Linked DNA regions of Mus musculus: regions 2 and 3 are each linked to region 1. Evidence: chromatin contacts called from public Hi-C and promoter capture Hi-C data. All regions are on one chromosome and are shown on one strand. The core of a region is the stretch at or near the end of the contact, and the rest is flanking DNA. Distances in the headings are between cores, read along the strand shown. Region 1 holds the start of Lrrc66 (leucine rich repeat containing 66). Region 2 overlaps Scfd2 (Sec1 family domain containing 2). Region 3 holds the start of Slc10a4 (solute carrier family 10 (sodium/bile acid cotransporter family), member 4).

What was found. A called contact is a pair of places that touch in the nucleus more often than the background predicts. Capture Hi-C pulls out chosen DNA fragments and counts their contacts.
Region 2: a contact with region 1 is called in a Hi-C map of CD4 T cells, with 4 times the contacts expected there. The contact joins the enhancer-like site here to the promoter of Lrrc66 in region 1. A contact is called at or near these places in 2 of 39 promoter capture datasets (hippocampal neurons and pre-B cells), 1 of 484 Hi-C or Micro-C datasets (CD4 T cells) and 3 of 115 datasets of contacts at active chromatin or transcription factors (T-cell acute lymphoblastic leukemia, embryonic midbrain and fibro-adipogenic progenitors).
Region 3: a contact with region 1 is called in a promoter capture Hi-C map of adipose tissue. The contact joins the promoter of Slc10a4 here to the promoter of Lrrc66 in region 1. A contact is called at or near these places in 1 of 484 Hi-C or Micro-C datasets (embryonic stem cells), 1 of 115 datasets of contacts at active chromatin or transcription factors (pancreatic cancer cells) and 1 of 9 other capture datasets (adipose tissue).

What each region holds. Positions count from the first base shown.
Region 1 is chr5:73,630,641-73,634,827 of GRCm38.p6, reverse strand. It overlaps Lrrc66 (leucine rich repeat containing 66), which reads left to right and starts at 2,407. Exons shown (of 5, transcript NM_153568.1): 1 at 2,407-2,437. It overlaps Sgcb (sarcoglycan, beta (dystrophin-associated glycoprotein)), which reads left to right. Exons shown (of 6, transcript NM_011890.5): 6 at 1-2,079.
Region 2 is chr5:74,274,304-74,278,490 of GRCm38.p6, reverse strand. The region is part of intron 5 of Scfd2 (Sec1 family domain containing 2); the gene reads left to right. Among named protein-coding and RNA genes, the nearest start is that of Gm32064, 40 kb to the left of the region's middle. Within about 2 kb of position 1,925, at least 55 of the 459 cell types and tissues checked have an H3K27ac peak or open chromatin away from gene starts, as enhancers often do. A contact at or near this core is called in T-cell acute lymphoblastic leukemia and hippocampal neurons, where this site is marked.
Region 3 is chr5:73,005,065-73,009,251 of GRCm38.p6, reverse strand. It overlaps Slc10a4 (solute carrier family 10 (sodium/bile acid cotransporter family), member 4), which reads right to left and starts at 2,348. Exons shown (of 3, transcript NM_173403.2): 1 at 1,596-2,348; 2 at 682-892. The coding sequence starts at 2,185.

The sequences.
Region 1 (4,187 bases), core at 1,158-3,657:
CTGTCCTGGGTGCGATACACTTGATCTCTCTGACTCCCACTGCACCTCTCTAAGCAAGGGCTTCGATCCCAGCTTTACCCATCAGGAAACTGAAGGTCAGCGAGGTTCAGGATGCTGCCCCATACTATACAGGGTTGGGAGTCAAGTACAATTCCAACCCAGGTAAACCTGATTCCAAATGTGTTTCTGCCTTTTTTACTATCTACACTGAATTTTCAACTATTTAAAACTCTCAAAGAATGGGAAAAACCTAATCCTAATTCACCTAACAGGTAAAAAAACAAGCATGTGTGCTACTCTAGTTAAAATGCCAATGCTAGAAAAACATGACCAATCACTGTCAGACTTTAAACTCTCTTGAGCCAGTTCTAAGATGTCATTCAATAGACAGACCAGCTTGGTCTGCTTGTCATGTGGGAGTACCTGAATGAGTTATAGAGAAGCTGGCATACTTTTCCCTAAACCCTGGGGAAGCTCAGTGGAAAGGGGGGAAGCTAGGCCTCAGTAGGTCCTGCTGTCCAGAGGTTGTTCCTCCTGTGTCCCATACCAGCATCACCCTTTAGAAGAATTCTGTGTGTGCCTAGAAATTAATATACACGAGAATAAAGGGTGCTAACTGGAAAGATGACGCAGGTCATTTTAGCTAGGTATAAAACCTTGATCTCTGCTCCTCACCTCAGTCTCATTTTAATTAATTACAGCCCTCAAGCCAGTTGATTCTTAGTACAGTTTATACTTGATTTAAAAGGAATTTCTTGGTATTACTAAGAAACATGGGATTGGGGATGAAGAATAATGCATAGCTCCAAAGCAGACAGTAGGGAGGCACCATGGGCCTAGCTACAGAGAAGGATGTTGGTACTCTGTCATGGTCACTTAGAACTGTGTGGGTAAAAAATGAGCACATAAAACAATTCGTGTTCACTGTTGTCACAATTCTGTCAAATGAAAAAATGAAATACCTTATAGACTGTGAACTCAGGCTAAGGTGAGAGTTGACTGGAGACCAGACACTAAGTGCAGATTTTAGATGTAAAGAAAGAGAGCAATTTATACCTCTGGATATATTCAAGTATTGTTTAATAACTAAATAATGCTCAGAAAAATCACGCTTGGAATTCTCATGTCCATGCTCAGTGTATTTTTAAATTGTACATTTGTTTCATGTTCTATTTAAATTTGTTTTGAGAATTTCTTTAAATAAATATTTTTACTAAATCCACAGAACCCTATATTACAAAGTATTATTTACTGAATACAATTCATGAGAAAAAAGTGTATTTTTACGTCTGTGGGAAACACTTGTGTTTTGATACATCTCCATTGAGCACTTTGAAGTTTGAGCATATCCTGCTGCTCTGTAAAGCGCGTGGTTACTAGGTATGCTATTTTAGACTGCATTTTGGGTAGACCCTCTGACACACTGACCTGAAAGCAGAGAAGCGGAGCTTGGTGCACAGTGAAGCGGCACTGTTAAATCTGGCCACCAGGGGGCGTATGCCTTCTCATGTGTTCATTTCTTCGGTTTTGAACATAGCACACTGAGAGGACTTACTGCAGCGCTGGGGAAGGTAGGTGCAGGAAGGACCCAGGGAGGAAAGCAAACACACATTTAACAGACAGTATTCGAGAGGTGAATATCAATGCAAAGAGATAGAAATAAAAAGAAGACCCCTTCCAGACTGTCCAGTGAGAGGTTGGGGGGTGGGGGATACACAACACAAAGCAGGAGCTACCTGCCGACTCGGCAACCTTTTAAAATATTCTTCGGTGGCAATCTTCTTGCACTGTGACAGAAGCAAAATAAACTTTGTGTGATAGTTTTGGTGATGAAAGGTAGAATTTCTACCTGTTTTTGATGAGTGGTTTGTGTTTTCTTGTTTGTTTGTTTTTTGCTTTTTTAAAGGAGTTAAAAACTTGTTTTTAACTTGATGAAGAGGAGACCACTAAAGTGCTGCTCATGGTAATCTTTTGAACGACATCAAGAGGGGCAAAGTTTACAAGTTATGCCACACAAAAATATACCTATGTATTTCAGATTGATGACCTCTGTTTACAATAAAGCTCTGTGAACTTGGCGGTCAGTTTCTTCGTGACTTTATTAATGAGCATCTACATTAGCACAAACACACAGATTCTAAATATGGCTGGAGACTGGAGCATCAAGACCTGCTTATGCGACCTCTCTGCAGGCAGAGGTAGAGAGCCGCCCAATCTCAGTTTAGATTCTCACCTTCTGGGCCTTAGAAGAAGGCTTCTCTCCGAGTGGCCGAGGAAAGGGTGTGGACTCAGTAAGGGAGGAGCCCAGAGATGAAAGGGTTGGGCTGGCTGCAGAGCTGGGTAAGGTGGGCGGAGTCTCAAGGGCACAGATTTAAAATCCTCCCCTGGCTGGATCAGCTGGAGACAGACCAGTTAGAAACTACCTAAGGACCCTCAGGTAGGCCCCCGGAGCAGCGTCCTGCCCTTCCTGGGCCTCATTTCCGGAAGGGCTTCTATCCACTGTTTCCCCTTTCTTTTTCCAATTTCTTAGAGAAGAATTCATCTTTTCTCTACTTCCGTTTTTCCTGTTACCTTCTCGGTCTCACTCCGACTACACGTTCTCCAGTTATTTCTACTTCCTCACACTTCAACCCAAACGAGTCTCAAAAGTCAATTTCTACTTAATTACCTGTACTTTCCTCTGGAGTTCTCCCGTTTGTGGGGTTTGGTGGTGGTGGTGGTGGTGGTGGGTGGTTTGGGCTTTTGGGTTTTTGTTTTGTTTGTTTGTTTTCTGGGTTTTGTTTTGTTTTGTTTGTTTTTTGTTTTTGGTTTTTGGTTTTTTGGTTTTTACCTCACATAGACATTTGTATGTAATATAATGCTTCTTTTCATCTCAGACATAAAATTATACTAATCTGCCTGTTTTTAGTGCAAATCTATTCACGTATCAATCTCTTCACCTCGAAAAAGGCCAGACTATAAAAACCTTTCATTTATATTCCATTTTAAAAATGTATGTTTGAACCCCATTTTTTTCTTCAGAGTTGAAAGAATGTGCATAAGTATGATCGCTGTAATTTTTTTGCTACTATTACATTAGCTTGACGTCCAGTTGTATGCACAATGATTGCAGCGTTGGCATCAAAATAAATCTCTCTCTGACCAAGAAAATGAATTCAGCTTTTGGTATTGCGTAAGGGGCATACTATAATTTACTCCTTGCCGTAGGTAGGGCACCTTTGCAGTTTATGTACCTAAATTTAGATGCCCTCTGAGAGATGGGAGAGTTGACCTTGCATGAAACAAAAGTTTAGAAGTTGCAGTGAGAATGTCCTTCATTCTGTGCATTCATTCATGCAGAAAGCATAGCCAGTGACAGGCTCCAGAGCCTTAACTCTAGGAGGCACACGGGGGGGGGGGTGGGGGGGGGGCTACTTGCTCTCCTTTCCCTTTTGTGCTAACAATGTGTGATGGCATTGACATTCTGTCAAGCTGAGTGGAATTGAATGCATTCACTCAGTAGTTACTGAAAATATCGGGAAAGCAAAGGCGAAGAAAGCATTGGCTACTGTGAGAAAGGCAGGCTCAGACCCTACAAATTGAGATGAGACTTGACGGATGTGCACTCTTCAGACCGTAGAGGGGAGTGGCATTGACCGTGGGTTAGAGGCAGACGCAAAACTCATTTTACTGTGAGGTAGACACATGCATCCCTAGCCCAGGCCACGGCTTGCCGTTGCCCTGCAAGGGCCTCATCAAGGTAGCTGTGGTATAGAAAGTTCTGAATGCCTACCTTGGGAATTTGGACTATAGGCAATTAAAGAAACACTTAAAATTTTCGAAGGAGAAAAAAATGCATATGGAAAATAATATTGGGGGTAGAATGATCCCTGGAATTACCTATGATGCAGAGGAGAGTGGGCAGGAGGGCAGGAAGCTCAGCAGAGCTATTCTAGTATTTCAGACGTGACAGTGAGACCAGGCAGGAATGGGTGATTTGTGGCTGAGAAAAATTGTTTGTATTCTGGTTTTGTCTTTGCAGGGTTTAGCGCAGAGCAAATCTCACAAATCCATTTCCCCCACCTCTTGCAGGTGCTTTCTTGCATGCATACTGCCTTTGTAGCGTGGGCACACTGCTTTCAAAACCTACAGTTGCTTCCCAAGAGTGGGGTGGGGGTGGGGGAGTAAAGACTCACCATTTATTTCTA
Region 2 (4,187 bases), core at 676-3,175, 640 kb before region 1:
TTGCTGAGTTCAGAGATGCTACTTTTTATGTAAAAGAAGATTGACATGGATGAAGAGTCTACAGACAGGCAAAGGACAGCCTCAATTGTATATGACTGTCCTGTGGCTATTGCTGCCACCTCCTCCTCCTCTTCCTCCTCTTCTTCCTCCTCCTCCTCCTCTTCCTCCTCTTCCTCTTCCTCCTCTTCTTCCTCTTCCTCCCCCCCTCCTAACCAGTTCTGTCCACCAGTGTGACACAGCAGGTGTGTGTTCTGAGTGTAAGGAGCCCAGCACACTGCTGCCTCTTTCTCAGAATGCCTTTTAAGTCCAAGCTTGTACCTGAGTATGACCAGAGAAAGTCCATTGTCCTTCCCATTCATTTCCACTATTTTTGTGTTGTCTTCAGCCCCAGGCTCCCAGCTATTCATATTTTCTTGAATTGTGCTGTCACCCCATTGTTGTCACTAGAGACTAACTTTTGCTTCAGTGACACAGCTCTTCCATAAAGAGCCTTAAGAAACCTGTCAGGCCTCACTCACTGCATTCTTGACTCCAGCCAGCAGAGGGCTCTGCTCACCATAGTCTCTCCCTGGACTCAAGCACTCAGGCAGGGCAGGGCATCTGAAATTGCTGCAGCTCCATTGCTGCAGCTCCAGAGAAGAGCCACAAATTACAGACCGGCTGTTAACACTCTTCCTGGAAGGAGTGCCCGTGACCTCGGCTTGCTTTCCACCAGGCAGAAGTAGTCAGACCACAGCCAAGTTCATGGTTTGTTATACATACACACAGCATCCTGTGTGCCTGAAAGACAAAACGGAATATTTGAAAATGGCCTTTATAAATCCAAAAGTGTCATGTTCTATCATGAACTGTAATTCGCAAGCCATTTTCCTGCTCTTGGGTAGAAGCAGCAAGCTATGAGATTTAGAACTTACATTTGGATGGTTTTATGACATCACTCCAAGTAACAGTTGGTTGTCTGGACCTGAGATACCTAGTGTACGCAGTCCCCCCACCTCTCTCTTGCATAGATATGCACGCACACACCCACACACAGTCTGCTGCCAGTCCCTATAGCAGCTGCTCCATCCTCACACTGCCTGGTTCTGTCTTACAGTGAAGCGACTGTAAATCAGACATCCTGTCACATCACTGCAGGGTCCTGACCACCTCTGTGGGAGCTTCCTGTTTCCCAGTGAAGAATGTATAAGAAGAGCATCTGTCTTCTAAGGCAGCCAGTCACAGCTGCACACATGCTAAACACATCCATGCACTCACAGCCGATCACCTGTTCGCCCTGCGGCGATGGAAGATCAGACGCTAAAGCTCCGCTGCGGGATGCAACCAAAAATACCTGTGTCCTCGGCTTTGCATGTTTTTCCGTTGAGCTTGTCATCTTAGGCACCAGCCTCCTCCCTACCCAGCCATCAACTCTTCGTCTGTCACAGAGAATGTCTTTTGCACCCAACACCTAAAATGCCAACCGTCCCCTCTGCACAGCCAAACATCAGCATTCACACCCTTATGACATTTGTGCTGCTCTTAGTGCAGTGGTGGTGTTTCCCAACTATAAAATGTCTTCCGTTACTCCAAGTCAAAGGAATATGGTGGTGTAGACATTGAATTATCGTGTACTTTCAACAAAGTAAAATGTTAGTTGTCTTGGATCATTGTGTTTAGCTAAAACATAATGACTGAAAAGACTAGCCGAAGTTAAGTTGAAACTACAAAGTAGATCCCTACTGGGGTATGATGAAAAGAAGGGAAGGGCTAGGCTCATGCCAACCAGCCAAGAAGCGATGAGGAACAGGAGCCTCCAAGCTCAGACATGGCTCAGAGATGCTGGGTACCACGAGGCTCAAACAGTGCAGTGGAGAGAGAGGCCAAGAGGAAACAGCCTCAGCTGTAGTTCAGCGAAGAAATGTGTTTACTTGTGGGTGTATGGGGAGTAACAGCTACCCCGCAGAAGGAGAGCTAGCACAGGCAGGAACTGAGCGGTACCACAGCATGTCTGGGACTTCAGAGGTTCTAATTCCGGGACTGCCTGTGGTAACTGTAGTCCCTTTGAAAGTCACCGCACGCACCTTCCAAGACTGTGAGGCTCTGTAAATCGGAGTCGCATAAGCTATTCTGTGCCTCGTAAGGAAGTCACGAAAGTGAAGTAAGATGTATAAAACTGCCCAGGACAGGGACTGCCAGTAGTTAGGCTTTGTAAAATGTGTCCTAAAGAGTCGTAGATTTCAGGTGCTGAGGATTTGGGGATGAGGTCCCAGGACTACAAACTGACTGGGCCAGGGCTCACTGCAATGGAGAGCTGATGAGAATCAAGCATGAAGCACAGTTGGCCTGGGAAGTGACATCGGTTCCTTTGTAACAAGGTTGAGGATGCTGACTATAGACAACACAGGGAGCCTTGAACACATTGTGCTGGTCACAAAAGGACAAAACACTGTATGGTTGTACACATGCCAGGTACCCAGAGTACTCAGGCTCATAGAGATACAGCACAGATTGACAGGGGCTTGGGGTGGGAGGGTGGGAAGTTCTTGTTTTATGAATAGAGAGTTTCGGTTTTTGCAAACTTTGTCTCTTCAGACAGTGCTAATGGCTACATAATAGTGGGATGTACTTACTGCAATGAATCAACTGCACACTGTGGCCGCTCCCCTAGCCCCGAACTGGGGTTTAATACAGGACATCTACATGCTAGAGAAGCCCTCAACCCTTAAGCTAAGGCATTTTAAGAGAGCTAATTTCAGTGTTTAAAAGGCATTCTGTATGAGGTGTATGGTCCCAGTGTGCTGTGCCGTGTGGATGTCAGATGTGAACAGTAAGGAAAAGGGCATACAGAAAGATATGAGAAACCCTGTGATAGCTTCAGACTTTAAATCTTTACCAATTCCTGGCAAACAAAAATTATTATTCTTTTTTTTTTTTTTTTTGAGACAGGGTTTCTCTGTGTAGCCTTGGCTGTCCTGGAACTCACTCTGTAGACCAGGCTGGCCTCGAACTCAGAAATTTGCCTGTCTCTGCCTCCCAAGTGCTGGGATTAAAAAAAATTATATTTATAGTGAACAACATTGTGCTGTTCTGTTTGAAATGTGGGTACTTACGAAGTGATTACATTAGACTGGCATAGCCATTCACTTCTCATAGGCAGATTTAATTTGGAATCTGTGCTAGCAGCAATTTTCAAGTGTGCAGCACATTATTATTCACTATAGACCCTGTCTTGTACAGTGATCTCTTAAACTCTTCCTCCCACCCATGTGTCTATCTATGCTATGTTTTGACCAACTTTTAGAATCCTCCCATTTACAATATTCCTTAGTAAATCTAAAACTGTTCCTTAAAGGCTATTTTTTTAAGATTTATTTATCTTTATGCACATTTGGTGTTTTGCCTGTGTGCATGTCTGTGTGAGGGTGTCAGACCCTCTGGAACAGGAGTTACAGACAAGTGTGAGCTGCCACGTGGGTGCTGGGAATTGAACCTGGGCCTTCCAGAAGAGCAGCCAGTGCTCTCACACATCAACCCATCTCTCCAGCCCCTAAAGGTTATATTTTAAAGATTCAGGAAATGAAAAGAGCTGGGTAGAGTAAGAAATGGCTGGCATTGCTGAAAAGACCTTAGTTAACATGAAAACGGGTTACACATGTGGAAGGAAGAGAGGGGCTTCAAAACTGGGATGACTGGTCACAGTGATGGGCTCATGGTGCCTACCAACCTGGCTGGAAAAGGGCCAGGTCACCCAGCGAGAGTGTGTCCCACTCTTCTCACTCTGCCCATGTAGCAGGAAGCCACAGAGCAGACACACTGAGCGGTCCTGTGCCTCCTGTGCCATGGGAGAGCTACTCCACCCACATGCTTGCACACTATTAGAGCAGAGCAGGACACTGACAGGGAGAGATGGACATAATGCATAGCACAGAGCATGAGGTGCAGGCTATAGGTGGTCTGCTGCAGACCCACTGTGCAGGCTGCAGGCTAGGTGGTCTGCTGTAGACCCAGTATGCAGGCTATAGGCAAGGTGGTCTGCTGCAGACCCAATGTGCAGGCTATAGGCAAGGTGGTCTGCTGCAGACCCAATGTGCAGGCTGCAGGCCAGGTGGTCTGGTGCAGACCCAATGTGCAGGCTGTAGATTAGGTGGTCTGCTGCAGACCCACTGTGCAGGCTGCAGGCCAGGAGGTCCACTGCAGACCCAGTG
Region 3 (4,187 bases), core at 1,099-3,598, 630 kb after region 1:
TTTGAATTTTTTAAGTAAGCTACTTAAGGATACTATTTCAGGTTTTGTTTCCTCAGAATTAGAGTTTCACTCTTGAAAACATACTTAATGCATTATAAAATGTTTTGAATAATTCTATTTAATCTGCTCTGATTTTTAGTACTATTCAATTTGTGGGAATTGCTTGCCATTTTGTGGTTTCGTTTGTTTGTTTTGAGACTTAGTCTCACTATGTAGCTCCTGTCCGGGAACTCACTATGCAGACCAGACTGGCCCTGTACTCGGTGATCTGCCTGCTTCTGCCTCCCAAGTGCTTGGATTACAAGCATGTGGCTCTGTACCCTGCTAATGTTTGCAATTTGACCACACTGTGCCCCCATGAGTGGTTACTAATTGTTCATTTTCAGAGGTCTCACCACCTACCAGGCAGGAGTTGAGACAGGGTCTTGCTTTGTAGTCCAGACTGGTTTCAAACTCCAGACCCTGAGCACCGGGATTACCACTTGCATCATTATTCCCAACATGAGCTGTGACTTAATTAGAGATATTCCCCTAGGAATTTCCCACCTCAGACATTAGGCTTGCCGTATACACCTAAGTATGTCCCTGAAAGGCCTTTGTATCCTTCCCTGCTTTCCAAACCTCCTAGCTTGCCTGCCACTCTTCAGAGACCAGACTCTAGGAAGAGAAGAGAGAGCCTACCTTCACGATGTAGTCAGCCACGCGGTTGTATTTGTAGCGAATGAAGACGCCTAGCCCAATAGGAATGAGAGTGCTGCAGAGAGTCAGGGTGACTGCCCCTAGGGGGAGCAATTGCACCAGAGGGGTATTGATCCAGGCACGGCTGTAGATCCAGAGGCAGAGGGGCATCAACACCAGGGCCAGGAGTGTGGAGGAAATGGTCATGATGATGCTGCAAAAAGGTATGAGCAGAAGTCAGAAAGGGATTTGAGCCAGAGTCAGCCATGTCTTTCCTTACCTGTTACAAAGCCCCGGGAAGGGAGGTGGTAACACTGCAAGCCTCCGGGTTGAAGTCTGCAGAGAATCTATTTTATCATGTCGCAATAGAAACAGGAATTCAGGCAAGACAATGACCTAGGATGCAGGACCCAGGACAGCTGCCCTGGGCGTCGTGAAGCCTGGAAACTGGGTACCTGAGAGGATGCGAAGGAAAGAAACCTTTTTTCTTTTAACCCTACCAAATAGCCTGCAGCACGGAAGCTGGCGAAGCGACTTGTTGGATGAAACTCGATTACATTGCACTCTCAAGATTACTTTCCTTATGGGACTACAGTCCTGATTTGCTTTTTTTGCATTTCCTTCGAGTCCTAGCTTCTGACTTCTCCCTTCTCTTTGCCCTCCTGGAGACATGAGTTAAGACCTTGTCTCTCCGGGAGGGGCTGTGTGTGAAATCCCAGGGCCTTTAAGCAGCTAGGTTCTAGTCTAGATCTTCCCCCACTGACACACAATCTTTAAATGTCCGCCAGGATTTCAAAGCCAAGCCTCCATATACCCATCCCCACCCCATCCATCCCTCCTCAGGGCTTCACCCAAAGGACTCCAACACACCCCTCTTGCTGTGAATTTTATGGGTTGGGGTGAGAAAGAGGCCATACCTGAGGTTCATGTCGCCGTCTACCAGCAGGGACATGAGATTGGAGAGATTTCCACCAGGACAGCAGCCACATAGGAGTACAGCCACCGCGGCCACCTCATCCAGCTTGAAGATGAGGGCCAGCAAGAAGGCTAGCAGCGGCAAGAAGCCGAACTGGCAGAGCGCAGCCAGCAGAGCGCCCACGGGCCGCCGGACGTGCGCCCCGAAGTGGTTCACGTCCACGGTACAGCCTAGACCCAGCATGGTGATGCACAAGGCGGCGCCCACAAACACATTCAGCCCGTGGTTGAGCGGCGTGTCCCAGAATGGGGGCTCGTGGGGGATCCAGGGCCGGGGGAAAGCGGAGGAGCCCTGGCCAGCCACGCCGACCGTGAGGCTGCTGCTCGTGGGCTCTGGAGTCGGGGTTGCCTCGGGGCTAAAGCCGATGCTTGGACTTGGAGCGAGGCTGAGCCCCGGACCGGGACTAGAGGTGACAGCGAGAGGCGAAAGGGTGCTGGCGCTCGGGCTGCCGGCGTTGGGAGACAGGGTGAGGTTGTCAGGCAGCAGCGAGGACGGGGCAAGGAGCAGGGTGGTGTTGTCCAGGCTGTCCATGGCTCTGTCGCCGAGGCACGGTCTGCAGGGGCTGTCCCTGGCCACACCTCCTCCCTCGGTCCTGTGGTCCCTTTTACCTGTCTGTCTGGTCAAGCGTCCCCGCGGCGTCGGTGCGGCGGGCCGGTCGTCGCTGTGGTGTGCATGCTGCCCCACAGCTGGCACTGAGCGCCGCGCGGCCCTGTCGCCGCCCGCCCGCACCGCAGGCCCCGCCCTGCTGCTCGGTCCCCTCCTTTTAATCACAGCTAAGTGGTTCTGTACCAGTGCAGCCAGGGGTGGAACAAAGACCCGACAAAGCCCAGGAGGGCGGAGAAGACCAACCAGGCCTGGCTACCCATCAAATTCTCTGATGGCCCTGCCTTTTTTTCTTTTGAAAATAATTTTTCTAGTTCAAATGTTAAATTTGAACATAAAGTCCCATGTGAGGTTTGGATAGATGTATAAGCTTGTCAAGTCATATTGAATGTAGCTCCTTAAACATTTATCTGATTTTTTTTAATGATGAAAACATTTCCAATGCTTTCGCCTAGCAGTACAAAATTATCTTTAGTCAGATTGCCCAGCAGCTGCGCACCAGAACTCGGCCTCTTTGGTAATGAAATTTAGAGGGCCAGACTCATCGAATGGAGAAAAAGAAGTTTATCTATGTATATGTAAGTCATATATATAAATAGCTTAAATAACCCGCAGCCCTACCCATAGAGGCACCAGGCTTCATGTGAGCCAGTCTAAAAGCAGCACATGTCTGTGGCTTAAATTCGTAAATGAAAGTGTTAAGCCTTTATGTCCAGTCTAAGACTTAAAAAACAATAATACTGATCATGGTTTTTTGAGCCTAGTGCTATTTCAGAGCCAGGGCAAACCCATGGGCTCTATACTCTGTCTACAAATTCTATTTCATTTGTATCGATACATTGCAATTGTACATATCTATTGTGGGTGGCATAGCATTTTAATCACAAACACAATGCTAACGATCAGATGAGAGCCTTTGGCACACATTTGCATTGTCTCTGCTTAGGAAACTTGAATCCTCCCAGGCCCTGTATTGAAAATATTCAATCACTTGTTGCCAGTTCCCCTTCTGGGTCATACCTGACTCTTACAGTTGGAGGCAGGACACCCCCACTTCCCCATACGAAGCTGCTAAGTACCTGGCTCGATCTCCACCTTGTTGTGAAGCTGGGCTGAGAAAAGTCTTGATGAAAACAATGAATGTTAAGGGTGTTGTGGTCAGCTTTCACTGCAAACGTCCATTCTAACTAACTAGGTAGTATAGACTTTGGGTCTGGTTTGTTTTAGTGTGTGAAGTTTTATTTGTTTGCAAGGATTTATATATATACATACACACATATAAAACAAGGTTTATAATGTTGTTAGAAATTTAAAGGAGTCAATGGCAGGTGGGGAGAAGACATTTCCATGGTCACAGATTTATGAAGTGTCATGAGTAGAGTCTCAGCACTGGGATCAGAGGACTGGACAGAAACGAAGTGTGGAGAGGCTTGCCCGCAGACAGGCTAATCCCCACACAAATCACATCAGAGTTTACAGGAACAGAGGCTCAGCAGTGTGAAGCCCATCACTCCATACATGTCAGAGGAAAGGCACTTCTCTCCACAGAGTGTATCTCCTAAGGAGGTGGGAATGTCCCTGGAGCAATTACAGCAGTGACAGCCAGTTGACAGCCAACATGGGAATGTCTAGCCTACAGTCAGGGCCCAGGGTGTTCTAGCTGAGCAAAACCAAGACGGAGTGAATTCTTCCCCACAGGAAATGATTCCTATCCCTTTCCCAGAGAGACAGGTGACACTGTGAGCCCCTGTCTTTGCTTTTCTTCCTCCCCGGGTCTCATGGAAACGGCAGAGGCTATGAAAAACTACAATCCTACCGTACTGAAGCACACACAATCTTCTACTCCTCCCCTGTAGGATTAACTCAAGGAGGTTAGAACTTCAGCAAACATTTGGGAACACAATATGTCCTAATGTCCTAAACTCAAAAA